Linked DNA regions of Sus scrofa: region 2 is linked to region 1. Evidence: chromatin contacts called from public HiChIP or PLAC-seq data. All regions are on one chromosome and are shown on one strand. The core of a region is the stretch at or near the end of the contact, and the rest is flanking DNA. Distances in the headings are between cores, read along the strand shown.

What was found. HiChIP or PLAC-seq counts read pairs in DNA pulled down with a chosen protein or histone mark.
Region 2: a contact with region 1 is called in an H3K27ac HiChIP or PLAC-seq map of alveolar macrophages. The contact joins the promoter of CHMP1B here to the promoter of MPPE1 in region 1. A contact is called at or near these places in 6 of 47 Hi-C or Micro-C datasets (blood, heart right ventricle, liver and 1 more) and 1 of 2 datasets of contacts at active chromatin or transcription factors (alveolar macrophages).

The regions. Positions count from the first base shown.
Region 1 is chr6:97,320,524-97,326,941 of Sscrofa11.1, forward strand. It overlaps MPPE1 (metallophosphoesterase 1), which reads left to right and starts at 4,129. Exons shown (of 10, transcript XM_013988815.2): 1 at 4,129-4,362. The coding sequence starts at 4,162.
Region 2 is chr6:97,357,325-97,363,742 of Sscrofa11.1, forward strand. It overlaps CHMP1B (charged multivesicular body protein 1b), which reads right to left and starts at 2,289. Exons shown (of 1, transcript XM_005674542.3): 1 at 1-2,289. The coding sequence starts at 2,127. The coding sequence ends at 1,528. All of the region lies in intron 5 of GNAL (guanine nucleotide-binding protein G(olf) subunit alpha), which reads right to left.

The sequences.
Region 1 (6,418 bases), core at 2,879-5,378:
CTACCTCTGCCCTGGCCCTTCATGTACACCTGGATTCCTCTCTTCCCCTGCCCTGGAGTCACCCAGTGTGCTGGTCTGGACAGTGGCCTTCCCTGCTCCCAGTCCTGGGCCCTCACCAGACCCCGGCACCAATGGGCTCCCTTAGTGCCCTGCTCCTCAGGGATTCAGCAGCAGCTCAACTCCCTGTGGATCTGGGTTCACTGCTTTCTTAGCTTCGTTCCAACTATTCCAAGCTCAGTCCAGCTGCTCCAGTTGTGAGTACTTGAAATCCTTGGATATGATGGCAGTGGTTCCACACTGATGACTCTGGCTGGTTTTACTTGTGGGGATTTAAGAAAATCACTTTGGGGAGTTACCATTGAGGCTTAGCAGGTCAAGGAAATGACCTTGTCTCTGTGAGGATGCAGGTTCAATCCCTGGCCTTGCTTAGTGGGCTAAGGGTCCAGCATTGCCACAAGGTGAGGCAGAGGTTGGAGATATGGCTCAGATCTGATGTTGCTGTGGCCATGGTGTAGGCCAGTCGCTGCAGCTCCTATTCTACCCCTAGCCTGGGAACTTCCACATGCCACAGATGTGACATATATTTCAGGTATAAATGAAGTACTTTAAAATGTATCCCTCAGTTAGGTCTATGTTTTATGGACTAAACAAGCAGTACAATTTTTTTGCGTCTTTTTTTTTTTGCCATTTCTTGGGCCGCTCCTGCGGCATATGGAGGTTCTCAGGCTAGGGGTCGAATTGGAGCTGTAGCCACCGGCCTACGCCAGAGCCACAGCAACGTGGGATCCGAGCCGCATCTGCAACCCACACCACAGCTCATGGCAACGCTGGATCGTCAACCCACTGAGCAAGGCCAGGGATCAAACCCGCAACCTCATGGTTCTTAGTCGGATTCGTTAACCACTGCACCACAACGGGAACTCCACAATTTTTTTTTTTTTTTACCCTTACACAAAAGTAGAGGGAATATAATGAAAGCTTGTGTTGCTTTTCTATTGTGGTGACTTAAAATACATATTTATTATCTCATTGTTCTGTAGGGCAGTAGTACAGCTCTGGTCTCATGGGCCAAAGTCAAGATGGTTCTGCAACAGAATCCTTTTCCTTGCTTTCTTCCAGCTTCTAGGGGCTGCCTGCCCAAATACCTTGGCTTGTGCCCCCTTCCTCCATTTCTAAGGTCAGCAACAGTTGGTGGAGTCTGTTAATCTAAAACTAATAATAGAGGAATTATTTTACCAGCAAAATGGATTTAATCAGAACAGGAGGGAACTACAAAGTATGTCCAAAATCGATGTTGAACTTCAGGCAAGTCCCAAAGAACAAAGGAGGGGAGCCTGAATTTATAGGAAAAAGGTGGGGATGGTTTCTCATTGGCTGAGCTTTGGTGTTTCTCATTGGTTGGACTGATGCTGTGTGAGAAGAAATTCTTCCTCAGGAAGAGTGAAAGAGTGCATTACCTGTTTGGGAGAGCAAGGTACCTTCTTCCTGTGGGACATGCAAATAATGGTCAGTGCATGCACATCAAGGGCGGTGCATGCGAAGGAAGGCGAGTGCCAGTGCGTGAATGCGCCCTCTGCAGGCCGTTTCCAACTCCAATTTCAGTTGCGGTTTCCTTTATTGATTTTCAAAGAGGTTGGTCAGGTTGCACCTCTGATCCTCTGCTATACTGAATGTTTGTGCCACCCCAAAATACATATGTTCAATCCTAATGTCCAGTGTGAAGTTGTTTGGAGGTGAGGTCTTTGGGAGATGCTCAGTCCTGAGAGGGAGTCCTCCTGGATGGTGTTATTGTTCCCATAAAGGAGACCCCATAGAGCACTCCAACCCCAGGCGAAAACCCTGAGAAGGCGGTTATGAACTGGGAAAAACCTCTCACAGGACACATATTGGATCCTTGATCTTGAACTTGCAGCTCCCACAACTTCTGTTATTTACAAGGTTCCTGGCTGCAGTGTTACCTGTGCTTGTAAGCAGTCTGAATGGATTGGACATCCTTACTCTGCCTCTGAGAGAGCTGGGAAAGCGTCTCCACTTGTAAGGACGCAAGTGATTGGATTGGATCCACTGGGATAATCCAGGATATTGACCCCATATCAAGGTCCTTAATCATCATCATGCATGCAAAGTCACTTTTGCCAGATAAGGAAACCTGTTCACAAGTCTGGAGATGAGGCTGTGGACATCTTCTGGGGGCCATTATTCTGCCAGCTTCGGTGCCATACACCCATCTCCTTGCTTTGGCTTTAGCAACATTTTGCCATATTGTTTTTTCTCCCATGTCCCTACTTTAAAATTTTCTTTCTGAAAATTCCAGAAATCATATAATTTATCTGTAAATACTTTAATATGTTTTTCTAATCCTAAAAAATAGAACCACAATAGTATTATAGCAAAATTACCAATACTTCTTTATCATCTGACATCCAATCCATGTCCAAGTTTCCCAATCTTTTCAAAAATGATTTTTTTTCCTAAAAAAAGCTAGTTTGTCCCAATTATGACCAAGTCCAAGCCCACAAACTGCATTTGGTTGATGTGCCTTTCAAGCCTGCTATGGAACAACAGACCCCCCTTCCTGTCCTCCTTCCCCCCTTTTTTGTGATGCTGCTTATTTGTTCAATAAAGAAATTAGGTCTTTTTGGCTGTAGACTCTCCCATCAGATTGCTTCCTGGTGGTGAAACATAACATGTTCATTTGGTCCCTGTATTTCCTTAAGCTTGTTGTTCTAGGCTCAACCAGATTTCCTTTTTTCCTTTTCTTTCTCTGTGAAGTGTGGTGACGCTTACCTCCTATTCTATCACTTCATTGTTTATAGAGTCTGGTTGTGCCAGTTTGGGTCATGTTAAAATTGTTCATCTGGGTGTGTTTGGAATTATTACAATATTCTTAATAATAATAATTACCATTTACTGCTTACTTACATGTCCCAGGCACTTTGCTGATTGCTTTCTACCTGATTTCTCGTTTTACATCTCAGTACAGTCACCGTACTCATAGATTTGAAAAACAGACCGGAATTGGTTGTAGAGAAGATTTTGTGAATTGCTAGTCAGAGCTTCGGTTTACTTTTTTTTTTTTTTTTTTTTGGCTTTTGTAGGGCTGTACCTGCAGCATATGGATGTTCCCAGGCTAGGGGTCAAATCAGAGCTATAGCTACCAGCCTACACCACAGCCACAGCAACGTGGGATCCTAGCCCTGTCTGCGACCTACCACAGCTCACAGCAACACCAGATCCTTGACCCACTGAGTGAGGCCAGGGATGGAACCCGCAACCTCATGGTCCTAGCCGGATTCGTTTCCACTGCGCCACAACGGGATCTCCCTTACTTTTTTAACATGGCGATTCTTACTGCTAATTTATTTACAGTATTAATTTGAGGATTACTTGAAGTAATAACGTGAAAGTATATTGAAAAATGGAACATCTCATGCAACACTGTTATAAAAAAATTAAATAAAACCCCAGTCACTGTGATCTTATTTATTCCACACTTGTCTCTTTTTAAGCTGAAAAATAGTTGACTTACAATGTTGTGTTACTTTTAGGTGTACAGCAAAGTGATTCAGTTATACATACATATTCTTTTTGGGATTCTTTTCCCATATAAATTATTAGAAAATATTGACTATATACGGCAGGTCCTTGTTTATCTATTTTATATGTAGCAGTGTGTATGTGTTAATTCCAAACTCCTAATTTATCTCTCCCCTCCCTTTCACTTTGGTGACCATGTTTTCTATGTCTGTGGGTCTATTTCTGTTTTGTGTATAAGTTCATTTCTATCATATTTTTTTTTCTTTTGAAGGCGCTGTACGTGTCCCTACAGACGAGGATGAAAGCAACCCGAGGCCAGCGGGCCCAGAGAGTGCGCAGCCGCACAACAACCCTGGGCATGTGCCCCTTGTCTCGGCTCCTGGCCAATCGCTGGCCCCGGAGGCCAGCTTCTGGCCTCGCCCATCTCCCTGCCCCCGCGCCCAATGACGCCCCGCCCCATGCTCCGCCCCGCTCCGCCCCATGCTCCGCCTCGCCCCGCCCGGCGTCAAGTCCATCGCCCTGCCCCGCCCATCGCCCCGCCCCATCCCCCTCCTAGGCACTGTTCGTCGCCCCGCCCCTTCCCCTCCCCGCACCCCGCTCTACCGCGTTACCCCGCCCCGCCCCATGCTCTGCCCATTGCTCCGCCCAGTCCCACGTGCGTGCCGCGAACCGGACGCGCGCCGAGCGGAGGGTCTGTCTGCTGGGAAGTTTGGGAGGCCTTGGGGTGCAGTTGAGGCGCAGGTGCGGGCGCGGGTCCGTGCGGGCGAGCACAGAGATCCCGCCGCCTGCTCTCTCGCCGTGGGACCCGGCGCCCCGAGCCCGGCGGTAGGTGGGATCCGGCCGCCCAAGCCGTGTCTACGGCCTGCGTCCGCCGGGTGCAGGTGTTGCTGCTTTTCTTGGACCTCTTCTCGGCCCTGCTGCTGCAGCCTAGTGTGGGCGCATACGTTTACTGTTGGAAGCTCCGTGTGCTGCAAATTATACATATATGCTGCAACATTACGGTGACCTGAGGCCTGTGTATTAAATCACCGGGGCCTTTCCCTTCCTAGTTTACTGATGTAGTTTAAAGTTTAAGGTGGAAAACTTTAATATGCAAACAGCTATTGAGGACATTGTGGTAATAATGAATTTAACATGGAGGGCAAGAATTTTAGATGTTCATTGATAGCTTTGAAGTTAAAAATCAGTCAGTGGAGGAAATATTTTGCTCCCAGTGGTGGACTGCAGCTACGGTCTCACGTGTTGGACAGTTCTCTGTCATTTAAGTGTTTTCTATGTAAATATTTATATTATAAAAGAGCAGTTCTTGACAAAGAACATAATGTCGGCTCTTTTTACTTTGTGGTTCTCTGCCTCCTTCTTTACGTTGGAGTTGCTCAAGGTCCTTCCTTCTCTGCTTGCCCTCTAGGATGAGATAGTAAGTAGACAGAATGAAAGATTATTCAGCCACAGAGCACGTTTTCTGTTTTATTTCAGCTAAAGGCACTCTGATTTGGGGGAGCAAGCCAATTTAGAGCCTTCATACCGGCTCATCTACAGGTTGCATTTTTTAAAAGGTGAGAAAATGACTCTGATAACCTCTTAATTCCAGGCTCTGGAGACTTCTTTCTTTTTTGGCTGCTGCAAGCGATAGTTTGCTGGGGATCTGAGGTCCCTGGGCTGCAGGGGTTAGAGCATCAAGTCCTAACTGCTAGACATCAGGGAACGCCCTTCCTTTTTTATTTAAATATAAGAAAAGTGTATTTAAATCTAAAAGTAAGCCCTTCCTATAGGACATTGTTAGCTTATAGAGTCTTCTCTGTGCATATGTTGGTGTTTCTTCATTAAAAAAAAAAGGGCCAAACCTTCTTAACATGAAATTTACCATTTTAAAGTGTACAGTTCAGTGGCATTCAGTGCATTCACATTGTTCTGCAGCCTGCACCACCATTTGCAGAACTTTTTCCTCTTTCCAAACTGAAACTCCATATCCATTAAATAATAATTCTGGAGTTCCCGTCATGGCTCAGGGGAAATGAATCTAACTAGTATCCATGAGGATGCAGATTCCATCCCTGGCCTTGCTCAGTGGGTTAAGGATCTGGCATTGCCCTGAGCTGTGATATAGGTCGCAGACATGGCTTGGATCCCATGTTGCTGTGGCTGTGGTGTAGGCTGGCGGCTACAGCTCCAATTGGACCCCTAGCCTAGGAACTTCAATATGTGGTGGGTGAGGCCCTAAAAAGCAAAATAATAATAATAATAATTCTGCCTCTCAACCCCTCAACCCCCCAGGCCTGGGTGTCCATAGTCCTACTTCTGTACCTATGGATTTGCTATCCTAGGTCTCTCATATATGTGGAATTGTATAGTGTTTGTCCTTCTGTGTCTGGCTTATTTAGCATAATGTCCACGTTCATCCAAACTCTAGTCTGTGTCAGAATTTCATTACTTTACATTTAAAACATTTTTAAAAATTGTGGTCAACTATGCTTAAAACTTCACATCTTGCCAATTTTTAAAATACCATATTTTTTTTTTGTCTTTTTGTCTTTTTTTAGGGCCGCACCCGCAGAATATGGAGGCTCCCAGGCTAGGGGTCTAATTGGAGCTGTTGCTGCTGGCCTACACCACAACCACAGCAACGTGGGATCCAAGCTGCATCTGTGACCTACAATACAAAAAATACTATTTTTTAAGAGCAGTTTTAGGTTCACAGCAAAACAGCATGAATTTCAAAGATTTCCCACATAACCCTTGCACCCACAGAGCACAGCGCCCCCCCCATCAACATCCTCCACCAGGCGATGTTACACTTGATGACCCTGTGTTGATGCATAATAATCACCCAAAGTCCATAGTTTATATTTTAGGTGCACTCCTGGTGTTTATGTTTGGGGCA
Region 2 (6,418 bases), core at 1,039-3,538, 35 kb after region 1:
CCGACTGTCAGGTGTCCCTCACGGAACACTCTGGAACAACAACTAGTCAGACTGACAACATTTAAATACGAGGGTCATTCCTTACTTGCACGCACCTCTTCGTTTTTTCCCCCCTTAAACACACGCATTCACACTGGAGGACATATTGTAATGGTGACTACTTGGTTATGAATCTTTCAAAGGGCTTGAGATCCGTTTAATTCTTTTCTGAAATGCGGGAATTCTCTCTTGGAGAAATCTTCTAGTGAAGAATTAAATATTTAACCTAGATCAATATGCTTGCATAATATACTAGGCAAAAGTTAAGTCTTCGTTCTCCATGTTTTGAGGATCTGAAAAATCGGTGGCTGCAGGCTTTATTTCACTTTTACTTTACACACCCCCTTTCCTGAAAGATGGAAGGCAGCACAGCTGGGCTTCAGCCTGAGAGGGTCAAGCCTTCGGTCCAACCCTACTACCTCTCCTTCCTAGATTCCCAGACAGCTGCATGTATATTTAAGTGATTCTCATGGCTAAGTAAAACATTCCAATTGATACTCCCAAGATTTTAAAGAGTTGTTGTTTTAAGACAAAATAATAAATGCAAATAATTAGAACCTAAAATGCAGTGCTAATTTTATTTCTATTTTTGATTAAAATAAAAACAAAACCTAGAAACACACAGTCCCAGGGCTTTCCCAAACCAACCAACAGTTCTTTGGCAATGTTAGAGTAATAGGACTGTCATGCTAATTCACATACTTTAAAAGATATCTAATTAAAGTGTTGAAATAGGAGGATAATTAGAATTGTGTGAGAGAAGTTCATTTGGAAAAAACTGTCGCATGTTAAACTTTGTAAATCCCAAACCATAAATGAACAATTTTCTCTCATAATAAATGGAAGTTACGTGGCATTTTTTTCCACTTATAAAAAGACAACTTCCACACAAACACATTTATAGAACGTAAACAGTAAGAGTATTATGCCAGAAAGTCCTAAAGTAATTTTAGTGTTAAGTTACGAGAACAGATTAATAGTCAACTGCTGTCCGGGTTTGATGGTGAAAAACAAAGGATACACAGAATAGCATTGTCCATTAAGTAAGTCTCTGAATGAGGGATTAATAGCCCTGTAATCAATCCAAGTAATCACCACTTGTCAACTCTAGATACAGAAAATTAACTCTAATTACAACTCTAATTACAGAACATTAAGAAAACCTTCAATTCTTATAATTCGGGCAGAAAAGTGAATACCCGGGAATTAGAGCTTTGACCAAATTTTGGGGGAAGAGTCATATCCGACAAATTAACTAGTTCTGTTAAGAGACAGCTATAAAAATACACATCACGAGAACTTCGAAATCCAGTTAAGAGTGGAGAAAAGCCTGTAACTTAATGTATCTGGAGAGCTTTGTAAACCCAAAGGTAGAAGCATCTTAAGTAAAGAGCATTTCGGCATTGGGGCGAGGTCCGACTTCCTAGTGTGGGGCAACCGTCTTCCGAAGGCGGCTGTGGCCAGGACACCTCTGTGCGGGTTCGGCGGTTACACCTGGTCCCGGAGGCGGGCCAGCCTCTGGGACAGTTCGTCCTGCTCCGCCGAGGCCACGCTCGTGCCCACGGAGCCGGTCTGGCCCTGCGGCAGCTCCATGTTGAGGTCGAGGCCGGCCTCGTCTGCCATTTCCTGCAGCAGCATATCCACCTGGCCCTGGGGAGTGGTCAGCGTCGTCGTGCTGCTCATCGTGTCCTCCATCTGCTGGGTCTGCACGTCCAGAGTCTCGAACTGGTGTTCGAACTTGTCCATCAGGGCGGAGATCTTCTCGAGATTCATGGTCTTCAACGTCGCGTCCATCGATTTAACCACACCGGCCATCGACTTGGTCACCTTGCCCATCGTCACGGCGGTCTGGACCCTGGCAGCCACCGCGTCCACCCGCGCACTCATTCTCAGGAAATTCACCGCCTGGTTCTTCTGGCGAATCGCGTTCTCGGCGTGTATCCTCGCAACTTCCATGTTGCCCTTCTGAATGGCCTTTTTAATCTTGGCCTTTTCGGCCTTTTCCTCCTTGTCGCATTTCTTGGCACTCCTGCCCAGTTCTTTGGCCGCGAACTTCAAGTTGAACAGGTGTTTCTCCATGTTGGACATGGTCGGACGGCTCCTTGGGGTCCGCTGCCAGGGCTAGGTGGACGCAGCAGGAGGCAAAAGGAGGGAGTCCGCTCCTAGCCGCCGCTCCTTTGTTTTGGTCGCACTTCCTGCTTCTGCCGAGCGCGGCGCCGGCGGTGACGTCATCGCTGGGCGCGCCCTGGGCGCTCAGGCCGGGGGTGGGGCCAGGGCGGGGCTCCCCGGCTCGGGGGACGCACGACGCACGGGCTAGGGGCGGGGCTCGCGGGACGCGAGGTCCGAGGCGGAGCTCCCGGGCCGGGGGCGGGGCTCCCGGGCCCGGACCGCTCAGACCTGGGTCCCCCTGGCCGGATGCTGAGGTTCAGAGAGCGTTGCGTGTTGTCTGCCCCCCACAGTTGTTAAAAGCACTAAAGTAAATTCATAGAAATGCGTGTCCATATGCTTTCTTAGGCATGGACAGGGCTGTCCGGACCTGCACGTAAAAAATGTTCAAATCTGGTGGCCTCAGTGTCCGGCCAGGCTGGAAATCAGGAAGCTATCTCGAGTAGGCAGACCACAGCCTTTTCCATCTGCTCCTGCAACCTCCAATTCCTCAGGGGAACGTGGGCCGTTACCAGTTAAAAGTACAAAACAACGAAAGCTGTAGCACTGACCCGCATCCTGGTGTTGGAGGACAATCTGGCTGCAACCTGTGACATCCTTTTACTGCGGTGGGTGATAACACCTTCCAGGCCTTGGACCACCTCACCTAGGACATGGCTGAAGGTCAGTCTGTAGGCGAGTTACCAGCAACTACCATCCCAGAATCCTTCTGAGGTTTAATAATAAAAGATCCAGCTTTTGCTGACATGATTCTACCTATTTGATATTTTATAAATATCCAAGACACGTCACTCACATTTCACTTTGACAGGCCAAATTGTCATTTTAAATTTATGCAGGCAGAGGATGGTGAAGTACTGGAACCCATACCCACTGGTATAGATCAGAACCATCACCCTTCAGAAGTGCAGGCTTTCAGATGGCAGTGACATGTGGTGTGGCTCTTTTCTTTTAGAAAGATTCCCCCACCATCACCTCCACAATAACAACCTATAAAGGCCCAACCTACCCTAAGGAGCCAAGTGGCAGGTGAATTCTGAGTCATTCTGTCTGAGACAGTTTTAATCCGGAGTCTCAGTATCCCTGGGGGCCTCCTGTGATGTCTGCCAAGGGTGCTGTGGTCCCATGCATTTTCCTAATGCTCAGCTCTGGTTATGTCACACTCTTGCTCCAAAACCTGAGCAGCAAGGCACACAGCGCACACAGTCCCCACCCTCCCAATCAAGCCAGAATGAAGCGCCATTTGTGTCAGTGGGTCGGTGGGTGTGGACGAGATGGGATGGTCCTTGCCGCCTGGGCTTCCCCCTCCCCTCTCCCCCCAACCTTGTCTCTGCCTGTTGAGATCCCCCCTCAAAGCTGCCTTCTCCAGGACCCCTCTGCCTCCCTGCACACTGCACCTCCTCACAGCACACTGGGCAGGCCTCCTGGCACTGGGGCCTTGGGTGCCTGTTATACTATGGACCACGCGAGGTGCCGAGTCAATCAATGTTCCCAGTGCCCAGACGTCCACGGGGGGGAGGGGGCCTCCCCACTCCTTCCCAGTTCTCTCTGCAATAAAGAGCCATCTGATTCAGAAAACAGCAATGGCAGATTTTGGACTTTCCCAACAAAGGAAGCAACATGAAAGCAGGAGGGGGCAGCCCGAGTGTGGTACTGACTGGGCACCAGTCCTGCTGGCAAAGCTGTGTGATTACTTGTACGACCCAGTGTAGATCACCTCACTTCCTTAGGCCTCAGTTTCCTGTTTGTAAAACTAGAAGGGGAAGACCTAGCAGCTAACAGAAGTGCCTTCATCAGTTCTTGCCACTGGGGGAGGCTGCTCAAAACCATTGCATTAAAAACAACAACAACAACAAAAACAAAACAAAAAAACCTCTGAATTAAAATAATTCATGTAAAGTCTCAAAATAGTGTGTTTGGCCAAGACCTGAAGCCATGGGGACGCTTACTCACTGCTGGTGGGAGTATCAGCAGATACAATCTTTTTACCTAATAAAGTAAAATGTGCATCCCTTACCAGCACCAGTTCCACCTCCTCTTATCCGCTTAGAGAAAGGCTTGCACGTGTGCACCAGGTACAAAAGGATATGTCTTAGCCTAAACCTGGGCACAACCCAACTGTCCGTGGACAAAACAGAAAAATAAATTGTGGCATATATATTTTTAACAATCGAATACTATATAGTAATGGAAACAAGCAGCTACAACTGTCCTCAAAGCACAAATACATCCTAAAAACTTAATGAGAACAAAAGAAACAGACCAAAAGGGTGTACACTGCAGAATTCCTTAAAAAAAAAATCCCTGAAACACTCTGTAGAGATTCATTGTCAGTTACTAAGAGGAAAAAATGTGTGGTTTAAATGGCCTTTTCCTTGGCAATCTGTGATGGGTGCTGTCAAGTCTCATGTGGAGTCTGCAGAGCAGATTCAGCCGAAATGGTGCCTGTGTCCGTTTCAACATTTCTCCTCCGTTTACAAAACAGTCTGTAGGAAGGAAATCTACTCCTTCCGCGGGGTCCCTGCCTCAAGGGAAAGACCAGTATAAGCAGAGACTACAGAGCTATGGCAGGAAAACAAAGACCAGGGGTATTTCCTGGTCTGTGAAACGTGCCTGTCCCCCTGTCCCCAATCTCCCTTCCCCTTCTTCACTGGGAATCTCTAATACGCCACTTTGCCCTTCTTAAGAAAAGCTGATTCCCCACATACACACTGATGCCGGATCTTTAGCAGCTGCCTGGTGGGAAACAAGTCATCCTGTGGACTGGAAGGTGGAAGGGACTTCATGATCACGCATCTGGAGGAGACGGATAGGACTCACGCTGGCCAGGCTGCAAAGGGGACTGCTCTCCAGGCGGCTGGCGGTTCTCACACCAGTTTTTCCCCCTTAAACTTGAACATTCAGCTTACAAGCCACAAGTGAAAAACAGTTACCATGTGCCCTTGGCAGTCAGTCCGCTGTGCGCCACAGCCCTCTCTGTCCTCCTCAGCCAGCTCCCTCTGTGTAAGAGTGTCTGGGGCGGGGTGGGGACACAGCCCTGTGCTCCTTACTGCTGCTCCTGGGACGATTCACAGCCTATCTTGATGCTGTGCCTGACCTGCCACGAGACACAGCTTTTAAGTAGCATCTTGTCACAGTTAAATTAAGCTTAAGTAGGTCAAGTGATTTAAAGTAGCCACAGCCACAGATCAGAGAGGACCTGAGCTAGTGGCCTCATGTTCTGGGAACCACTCTGAGTCCTCTTCGGGCTCGTTGAACCCACTCTGTCCATGTAAAGGAAGCTGTTCTCTGCTGTTAGGGCCCACGCAAGGCTGAGCAAGGCAATTCATTTTGTTCAAGGAGGAGCTGCAATTAAGCTTCGGTGCCAAAACGAAGGTTTTGTTCGTGTAAGCTGCTATCTTTAGTTAGGGAGCAAAACAGGATGAGAACTCAGCTATAACTTAATGAATCCTACTACAAGTAATTTAAAACTTCTATTCAGAATGTAAAAAACCCTGTCACAAAGCAGGACACTTCTTCCCACCTGGACACTTGTGTCATTACTGTGGTAGTGTGCAGTTTCTCTGAGACAGTGAACACCTGTGGTCTAAACAAGGTAGGATTTTTTTTTTCTTTTTTACAGCCACACCTGTGGCTCCCAGACTAGGAGTGGAATCCGAGCTGCAGCTGCCGGCCTACACCACAGCTCACGGCATCGCCAGATCCTTAACCCGCTGAGTGAGGCCAGGGATTGAACTTGTGTCCTCATGGCTACTAGTCAGGTTCTTAGACTGCTGAGCCTCAACGGGAACTTCAACAGCAAACTCTTCACTGGCTTTTACTTGAAATAAAGTCGGGAAATAGCACAGATTGTATCCACCTGGGAAACAGCTGGTGACCCTCCCATCACATGCCTGTGACAGCACTGTCCCCACTGGTCCCGCCACCTCCTCAGGTCCTGATGAGGAAGCCGTCCTCAGGCAGGAGCTTGCGAGGGACAGGGTAAACTGAGGCCTTCCTGATGCAGAGACTTCCTGCCTTGTGGCTCAGCTCACACTATGGGTCAGAGAAGAGCTGAAGTTAGGAATGGGCCTCCCTCTGCTCCCCTCATGCTGTTTCTTATTTCAGAGGGATGTGAGATGTCCTTAAACATGGCCCACTGAGGATAATAAAACATATCCTTTTTTTGGAAAAATGATCTGTTTAGTCTTGTTGATTTTATAAGACTGTCTAA